Regions from separate parts of the Mus musculus genome. Here regions 1 and 3 are each linked to region 2. A link is a contact called in public HiChIP or PLAC-seq and promoter capture Hi-C data. All regions are on one chromosome and are shown on one strand. The core of a region is the stretch at or near the end of the contact, and the rest is flanking DNA. Distances in the headings are between cores, read along the strand shown.

Region 1 (3,020 bases), core at 50-2,549, 840 kb after region 2:
CAAACGGTTGTGAGCCAACATGTGGTTGCTGGGAATTGAACTCAGGACCTCTGGAAGAGCAAATAGCTAGTGCTCTTAACCACTGAGCCATTTCTCCAGCCTCCTTGTTCATTCATGTTTTGTGACAGGGTCTCTCTATGTAGCTAAGGCTGGCCTCAAACTCATGATGTGATCTAGGCTGGCCTCAAGCCCCCAACATGGCTGTACACCATCAGACCCAGCTTCTGGGCCTCTTACTGTTCTCTCATCTTGCCAAGAATTTCAGTGGGCAAAGATACCATAGTATTAGCAACACTGTAGGAAACAAAGAATGCTTGTTTGTTTATTTGAGACGGGGCTTCTCTATGTAGCCCAGGTTGTCCTGAGGGTCACTATGTAAATGAGGCTGACCTGCCTCTGTCTCCATAGTGTTGGGATTAAATGTGTGCTCCACCACTGCTTGGTGGAGGTCGACCCTTTTAGGATCCAATAACCAGCTGAGCCGGAGCCACAGTTCTGGGACATTTGTTCCTCAGTCAAGGATAAAGGAGAGAGACAACCCTAGGTCAACAGTCATGGTGTATAATTTTGAATAGCTCCTCCCCCCGTTTATACTTCCTCCTCTTCCCCTTCTCTTAGAAGCAACAGGGACTTGCCAAGCCTGACTCCTGGCCTTTTGGAAGAGCCTATGAGACCTCAGTAACTGATGAGGTCGAAGCATTCCTGGGTCCCTGGATAGCAATCCTAATGTCCCTGGTGGCCTTCTTTGGACACTCACCCCATCATCCAGGCCCGGCTGGGGCCAGTAGACCTAGAGCCCGGTTGGAGAGGGAGGTCTACTCAGCTAGTTTCATGGCGGCCTGGGCCTGACACTGGGGAGAAAGGAGTTAAAGGCAGGTCCCAGGATCACAGGGACCGGGAAGTTCCGGTGGCCCAAGCTAGAGTCGCTCAGGGAGACCAGCTGAGAGAGTAGTTTGGGACAGAAAGGGAGGCGGTACCAGTCATACCGAGCGGCGTTTCACCACCTCCCCACCCCCCCATCAACGCTTGGCACACACTGGTAAACGCCCCCCACCTCCATCCCAGCCTCAAGGCCGGTTTCCCCTTAGTCCCCTGCAGGCCGCCCTCATCCCAGTCTAATCGGAGGACAGCGATCGAGCCCCTCCACGTTCTGGAGGCCAGCGGGGCTACGCCACTCGGCCATTGTCTGCGCGCAGCCGGTTGAGGGGCTCGAGGGGCGGGGCCGCGGCGCGGGGCGGGAGCGAGGGAGGGGCGGGGGGAGATGCTGAACCTTCAGGGGCGGAGGCGGCGGCGGCGGCGACGGCGGCAGCGGCCGCAGAGAGCACAGCGCGAGCCGGGAGGGCAAGCAAGGCGGCGAGCGTGCAGCCGGAGGTCCAGCTGGGAGACTGCACCCGGTGCTGGCTGCGCGACGCCGCGCTGCTCTGGGCTCGGACGGCCTCTCCCATGCGCTGAGAGCGCCCGGCTGGGCTGGGAGGGCGGCCGGACCGGAGGATCCTCTCCATGGTCCAGAAGAGCGGCATGTCCCGGGGCCCTTACCCACCTTCCCAAGAGATCCCTATGGAGGTCTTCGACCCCAGCCCACAGGTAAGGCGAGGTGGCAAGCTCGAGGGAAAGGGCCGCTCCTACGGATCTTGGGGTCGGCTTGGAAAGCCCCGGGAAGGAAAGGGTTATATGCCCCGCGTGGATGGGAGAGGGGTGTCTGCGCGACCCTCCATTCTCGAGGGTTAATGATCGATGGACTATTGGTCCGAGTCGGGTTGCGGTGCTGCGGAGCGGAGAGGAGGCGGTTGGAATGCCTGTCAACCTCGCCTCCAGGTCTCCCCCGCGTCCAGGTTCCTGCTGCTGGGGTACTGGCTCCAGCAGGCTGACAGCGGGGATGCTGATGGGGGTTGGGGGGAATCCAGGCCTTGAGAAGCGGAGTTGGAGGGAGGCTGGAGAGCGAATCGGGCGAGGGGGGCGACGCAGAGCACGTTTAGGGGCGCTAGTGGGTGTGGGTGGGGCGGGGGTAATACTGGGAAAAGGCCTAGACGATGGTCAGAGGGCGTTGCCAACAGGCCTTCGAAGGCTCAGACATTGGCTTTCGAAGGTGGAGAAGAGATCAGCTCAGGGAGGCCCTCCCCTAGTCACCTGGTCTCCATCCCTGTCTTGGATGTTTCCCTACTCCCAACACCCACATTAGCTTACCCCACCCCCTGCCCCAAGGGGTGGGAGCCGCCAAAGTTTGGAAAGTTGGATGGGTGCCAACTCACTGTCTTGGAGTGGAGGTCGCTGTTTTACCTGGGGGAGGGGCGCTGCCCTCTAGCACGTTCACTTTTCCTATGTGCCTGGGTTATTCCTAGGTAGGGGCGTTCTTGGGCATACAAGGTCCCCCTAGAATGACCAGCAGGGCATGTGGTGGCCATGCCAGGGGATTTCTCTAGGACTTGTCCTTCTCCAAGGATAGCATTAACACTTGCATTGCTGTGGCCAGCCTGGAGCAACTGTAAGCAACATGATGTGGTTGATGGGTGTGTATGGGGGGGGGGGTCAGGTCAGACCTAAAAATACTTCGTCTCTCCACCCCAGGCCCCTTGGAGTCTGGGAGGCAGCTGACTGATGCCTTCCTTTCAGCTGTCCCCTGTCCCTCTGAAGGCCACTCCCTTTGCCCAGCTGGGGTGAGGTAGTGCTGTGAAAGAGTCTTGAGGTTCACTGTAGAATGCTCTTAGGTCTGTAGAGAGCCTCAAAACTAGTTTAGCTGTATGCTCAGTTTTAGAGAAGGAAAGAGGATCATAGAATATTCAGTCCTATTATTCGTGTGTGTGTGTGTGTGTGTGTGTGTGTGTGTGTGTGTGTGTGTGTGATAGAATCTTATATAGTCAATGCTGGCCTTGAACTTATGATCCTCCTGCCTCTACCTCCAAAGAGTAGAGAATCACAGGTGTGAGTCACTATGCCTGGCTCACCAGCTTCCTTGTCACCAGGTCTCAGGAGCCAGAGCCTGCAGTGTCGCTGAGGTGCCTCTAGGCTCTTTGGTCAAAGAA
Region 2 (2,821 bases), core at 88-2,587:
TCAAGACCAGCCTAGTCTACATAGTGAGCACTAGAACAGCCAGGGCTGTTTCAGAGAGAAACCCTGTCTTGAAAGAAACAAAACAACAAACAAACAAATATAGTTTACGGGGCTGGGCAGTCATAGTGGCCCACGCCTCCCTCTGAGGTAGAGGCCAGCGGATCACTGTGAGTTCCGGGCCAATCTGGTCTACAGACTCTGAGTTCCAGGACAGTGAGGGTTACACAGACAAAGTGTCTCAAAAAAAAAAAAGAAAGAAAGAAAGAAAAGAAAAGAAAGAGAAAGAGAAAAAGAAAGAAGAATTTCAGGGATCAGATGTAGCAGGTGGATCAGGATTTAAAGGCCAGCAGAAGCGGGGACAGAGGTAGATTCCAGTGCACACCAGCTTCCTCCAGCTCCTCGTTTCAATATTATCCTTCCAGAATATGCCTTCCTAATCAGTAACTCGACCGCACACACAGCCTACGTCTAGCGAGCGCCTTCAGATTTTCATCTTCCCTCAATTTCACGCCGCTCCAACAGGGATCCTTCAACTGCAGGTGCTTCCAAGAGCATCTCAGAACATCACTCCGACTCCCTCTCATCCCACACTCTCAACATCTCCCCCAGTGTAAACACGTTCGCTCTCAATCCTCCTCCTCACCCCGATCAATCCCGAAACGTCACACCGATCCTCCTAAACTCGAGAGCATCCTGCCAATAATTACCTTTCCCCAACAGGTCCTCCCTTCCCCATCTCCCCCTCCGCGCACGGCTCCCCTCCTACCTCACCCAGAGTTGCCAGTCTTACTCACCTCACCCAACCCTTCAGGATCTCTAATTTCCTGTCTCTCAAAAAACCTCCCTCCTGCCCATTTGCTCAGTCGGTCCCCGCCGCCCTCCACTCGGATGGCCCACGCCCCCTCTCCAGGGTCTCCAGGCCCCGCCCCCAGGACCCCCTCTCCGCATCAGGCCCCTCCTCCGGTGTCCCTCCCCCCCCCCACCACAGTCCCCCCTTCCCGGCTCTCCCTCCCACTCAGGTCCGCAGGTCACCTCAGCGGCGGGCTCAGCCGCCCCGGCGTCTTTCCCACTCGGCGGGGGGCTGCTCCGGGAGCGAATCCTCCGTCACCTCAGTCCTGGTTTAGTCCTGCTCGTTCGCCCCGCGGCAAGCTCTCTCGCTCTCTCTCGCTCTCTCTCTCTCTCTCTCTCTCTCTCTCTCTCTCTCTCTCTCTCTCTCTCTCTCTCTCTCTCTCTCGCCGCCGCCCCTTTTACCAACCCGGAAATGGATCCGCTCCCACCGTCCCCAGCGTCCGCGAACAAAATGGAGGCGGGGGAAAAGGAGGAGGGAGCCGAGGGCCGAGGGCCGCGGGACGCATGCGCTCAGGGAAGCCTGCCCTCTACCGGCGCACGTGGGGGCGGAGCGCCACCATCTTGAGAAGGTCGCGAGTCCGCAGTTGGAAGTCCCGTTTGCATCTTGGGACTGCAACTGGGGCCGCCTGCGAGGCTTTCAGTAACGAGTGATGCCAGGATTCGGTCCATGAGATGCTTATTTAATTGGTTGGATGCGGCCTGAGCGTCTCGACCTTTAAAATTGCGCAGGTAGAGAACCAGTGAGCTAACTGATGTATCTCAAGTATGTTTTCTTTCGTGTTTATTTTTTTGCGCGCACACACACACACCATAAGCCCTAATATGGTCTAGAGTACCCTTGAAGAGGCCCAACAGACAAGCTCTGGTTGTCATAGCAACAGAGAGGCGAGCTTCTTCTAGCAGGTCATTGGTTAGGTCGTTGTAACCACTTAACTAGTGATCCCCAGCTCGGTAGGCTGAGGCATGGTGTTGTGAACTCCTCTATAGGTGCTTGGATGAGAGAGGGGAGTCCTTGTCGCTTGCTGGTTTCCATTGCTTAACTCTGTTGCCGATGACTAAGGATCTCATCTTCATACACAAAGCTCGCCACCACACCAAGCAACCCCATTGCTACCCTATGTCTCACTGCTTCTCCATCCAGTCAACCCAGTGACCAGGGCTGAACCTCAAGTAAAAGGCCAATATCAGCTAGCACTTAATCCCCACTCACTAACTGTGTGTTCGTGGGTCTCAGCTACCTCATAGTGTTTGTCCTTTCTCACAGTGCTTGAAGGCTCATCAGGTAATGAATGAATGGGAAAGCATGTGATAAGCCATAGCCTGTTATTATTTTTGTTTTCCCTCTGTTCTGCCCCACCCACTAGTGCTAAATGTCACATTGAACATTTGCTTTGGGCCATTCATTGAGCTCTGTACCTGGGGATGGTTCCAGATGTGACTCAAGCAGACAGCTTCTGCCCTCCGGGAGCTCACCATGCTGGTGTATGGTGCTCATGCGGGCTGGCATGTAAACAGACAGCTGACGTCCAAGTCAGTGTGCGATTAGAGTTGTGACATGTGCCGGGATGTCACAGGAGTGATGAATTCCTGCTGAAGAATGAGAAGAGATTTGTAAATGGTTTGAACTAGCCCCTGCAAGATGAGTAGAATTTTGCTGGGCTCTGTAGCTCAGAGGAGGCAGAGGCAGGCAGATCTCTTAGCTGGGGGCCACCCTGGTCTACAGAGCAAGTTCCAGGACAGCCAGGACTGCACAGAGAAATTCTGCCTCAGAACACCAAAACAAACAAAACAAGAAGAAGAAGGGGGCTGGAGAGATGGCTCAGTGGTTAAGAACACGGATTGCTCTTCCAGAGGTCCTGAGTTCAATCCCCAGCAACCACATGGTGGCTCACAACCATCTGTAATGGGATCTGATGCCCACTTCTGGTGTGTCTGAAGACAGTGACAATGTACACTCATATATAAAATAAAT
Region 3 (3,072 bases), core at 206-2,705, 530 kb after region 2:
AGAGACAAGAAATTTGGGCCTGAAGACAGCACCTGCCTGAGTCCAGTGTGGTCAAGGGTCTCTACCCCTGACTGCAAGTACTTGTCTCTCACACAGGTTAACTCTGAACAGGGGTGTGTTTCCATTTTCTCCACCACAGAGTGAGGAACTGGTGGGAAGGTGGGTGTGTCGGAAGCTCCTCCCTTTAACCTGTACCATTTGCATCTGTGTCTGGCAGGATAGGAACCTTGCAAGGGGAACTGTAAAATAAAGCATCCATTTCCTACCTCCCTCAGCAAGACACCTGTCTGGTCTTCTCCTCTCTGGCCTCTCCTGTGACTGATGGGGTCAGCCTCTGTGGCTTTTGTATTTTCTGCAGAGAGGAAGAGTGCTGGGTCCTGTCTAAAAACTCTAAGCGGCCTGCAACCAGTCATACCCTTTCCTTCAGCTAACCAAATCAGAAGGCCAAAAGAGAGGCATTGGTGGATGGCCTACCTGGCAAGGATCAGGGGTGGTAAGGCCTCAGTGACTCAAGAAGGAGGAGGAAGAGGAGGAAGAGGGCTTCTGGGTTAGGAATCCAGATCTGTGCCCACCTTAACCCAGATAGGGACACATAGCTCATCTCCAAATCCCTCCCCACCCCACCCCACCATACATTTGCCCTTGACACCCAAGGAAAGATCTCCTGTGTGATGACTACACAGATAGACACACATGTCCCCACAGACACACACACACACACACACACACACACACACATGAGCACTCGCGTGCGCACGCACAACACGCCCATGCAGAGGCACAGACACCCAGGGAGGCAAATCTTTCCCTTTCTCTGTCTTTCCCTTGGTTTGAATTTTGTTCAGCCACATATGTTGTGTGTGCGTGAGGGTGGGTGGGGGAGGGGCAGACAGGGATGAGGAATGGCATGGTGCCAGCATCTACCTATGGGGCTTGGGCCAGGGATGCCCCCCACACCCACCCTGGAAGGAGCCTCAGCTGTCCCTTTGTGGTGGAGGGGATTCTCTTGGGGAGCGGCAGTAAGCACCGAGGTCCCTTCTCCACACCCCAGGGTCTGGTCCTGACCCACCTTAGGGACCTGGAGACAGGGAAATGGACAGATCAAGACCCTGGAGAGAGCCCTGAATTGGCCTGGCAACCACAAACCGCCAATTCCCAGACTTGCCACCCCATTGTTCCCATGTGGGGGGTTCTATATCTGAGGGGGGCAAATCCTCCCACCTCCCTCTCAATCTCTGCTTTTCCTGCGTTGGGCGGGGAGGGGAGGGCGGCAGAGATATTTATTTATTTCCTTTATTTATTTAATTTTTTTTTTTTTTTTTGGAGTAGAGAGTGACAGATGGCGGCGGGTCCCGGGGGAGCCGGCTCTCCCCCAATGCAGACGCATGCCAATCACCGTCTCTCATGTGATAGCTGCTGCCCGTGACGTGCCAAGCCCATATGGCCTGGCATAGAGGCTGGTACCCCGCCTGGTAGAGATGCCACACTCGCTCCGCGGCTCGCATGGCGCTCTGAAGACGCCGGCGCCCGCCGCCTTGAGGAACCGCTGCCCCCGCTCCCTGAAGATGGGGGAACAATGAAATAAGCGAGAAGATTCCTCTTCTCCCCCCTCTCTCTCTTGCCCCCTCCCCCCTCCCCTCCCCTCTCCCCTTGACTCCTCTCTGAGGTAAGTTGTCCGAGAGGGAGCTAGATCTGACCTGCTATTAGTGGTGGGGGGGCGCTGCTTCGGACATGGAAGTCCCCCCCAGTTCTCCTATTCCTGGGACCCTACCCCCTTACGGGATGGGCAGCGGGGGCGCCCCGTGTTCTCTCTCCCATTGGGGCCGCAGCTTAAGGGGCTGCGGAAGGAGATGGTATGCCTAGGATGGGCTGAGGGGGAAGGGTCATGAGGCACTCGAAGAAGCGAAGATGGGACCCCCCCCATGACTGTCCCGAAGGAACCTGTGACCTTTTCCCACCACCAAAAAAGATAAGCAAACAAATAAATTTGGATTTTTCCCCAAGGATCTCAAAATACAACGAGATCTGTAGAGACGTGTGGGAGGGAGGGAGTTTGAAGAGGGGAAGAGGGTCCCTGACCGCAAGGGAGACGAACAGGGTTCGCTTTTGGGTCTCCTCCCCACGCCCGGCTTCTTCAGTCCCCGCACCCGGAGCCCGCTCCGGGAGACCCGTAAGCAGCAGCTAGAGAGGAGACGGTGCTCCGGTGTCTAGAATTGGGGCTGCGGGGGTGGGGGCCCGGCCGGGGGCGGCGCGCGGCCAACTTGCAAATTGGATTAGGGAGCTTGGGGGTGAGAGGCACCGGAGGGCTTGGGGAGCCAGGCCGAGGGGCCGGACCGTGGAGAGGAGGAACCGGGGCAGCGTCCCCACGGCGGCCGCCCAGCTTCTCTCCGTCACCGGGAGAGAGCTGGCTTTCGGGCGAGAGCACCGCCTCCCCGGGAAGATGGACCTGGTCCCTTAACCCCCCACCTGGTCAAGCTCTCTGGGACCCCGACACCGGCCGAGAGCAGCTTCCTTCCGGGCCAGGGGCGGAGCAGGAGCCCGGATCTCGGGCAAGGGCCTGGGCCGCGGTCCCCCACTGGCAGCCGGGCAGGGCTGGGCCGGCTCTGGGCGGGGCAGCAGGACGTAGTGGGCATCGGGGGCCCCTGAGCTGGGGCGCTCACGGAGACTTGGGGGGTGGAGGCGGGTTGGGGGGTCGTGGTGACCCCGGCGCGCCCCTCACTCTGTGCTGTCTGTCTCCCCGCCCCCGGGGCGCCCTCAGGCACCATGCTGACCCGCCTGTTCAGCGAGCCCGGCCTCCTCTCGGACGTGCCCAAGTTCGCCAGCTGGGGCGACGGCGACGACGACGAGCCGAGGAGCGACAAGGGCGACGCGCCGCCGCAGCCTCCTCCTGCTCCCGGGTCGGGGGCTCCAGGACCCGCCCGGGCCGCCAAGCCAGTGTCTCTTCGTGGAGGAGAAGAGATCCCTGAACCCACGTTGGCTGAGGTCAAGGAGGAAGGAGAGCTGGGCGGCGAGGAGGAGGAGGAAGAGGAGGAGGAGGAAGGACTGGACGAGGCGGAAGGCGAGCGGCCCAAG

What was found. Promoter capture Hi-C pulls out the DNA fragments that hold promoters and counts their contacts. HiChIP or PLAC-seq counts read pairs in DNA pulled down with a chosen protein or histone mark.
Region 1: a FOXA1 HiChIP or PLAC-seq map of pancreatic cancer cells shows a contact between it and region 2. The contact joins the promoter of Cacnb1 here to the promoter of Wipf2 in region 2. A contact is called at or near these places in 2 of 115 datasets of contacts at active chromatin or transcription factors (large pre-B cells and pancreatic cancer cells).
Region 3: a promoter capture Hi-C map of embryonic stem cells shows a contact between it and region 2, with 2.9 times the contacts expected there. The contact joins the promoter of Neurod2 here to the promoter of Wipf2 in region 2. A contact is called at or near these places in 5 of 39 promoter capture datasets (embryonic stem cells, hippocampal neurons, liver and 1 more), 1 of 484 Hi-C or Micro-C datasets (embryonic stem cells) and 2 of 115 datasets of contacts at active chromatin or transcription factors (large pre-B cells and pancreatic cancer cells).

What each region holds. Positions count from the first base shown.
Region 1 is chr11:98,020,906-98,023,925 of GRCm38.p6, reverse strand. Cacnb1 (calcium channel, voltage-dependent, beta 1 subunit) reads left to right here and starts at 1,299. Exons shown (of 14, transcript NM_001282977.1): 1 at 1,299-1,584. The coding sequence starts at 1,501. It also overlaps a transcript of Rpl19 not described here.
Region 2 is chr11:98,862,114-98,864,934 of GRCm38.p6, reverse strand. Wipf2 (WAS/WASL interacting protein family, member 2) reads right to left here and starts at 1,337. Exons shown (of 8, transcript NM_197940.2): 1 at 1,033-1,337.
Region 3 is chr11:98,328,028-98,331,099 of GRCm38.p6, reverse strand. It overlaps Neurod2 (neurogenic differentiation 2), which reads left to right and starts at 1,455. Exons shown (of 2, transcript NM_010895.3): 1 at 1,455-1,666; 2 at 2,759-3,072. The coding sequence starts at 2,764.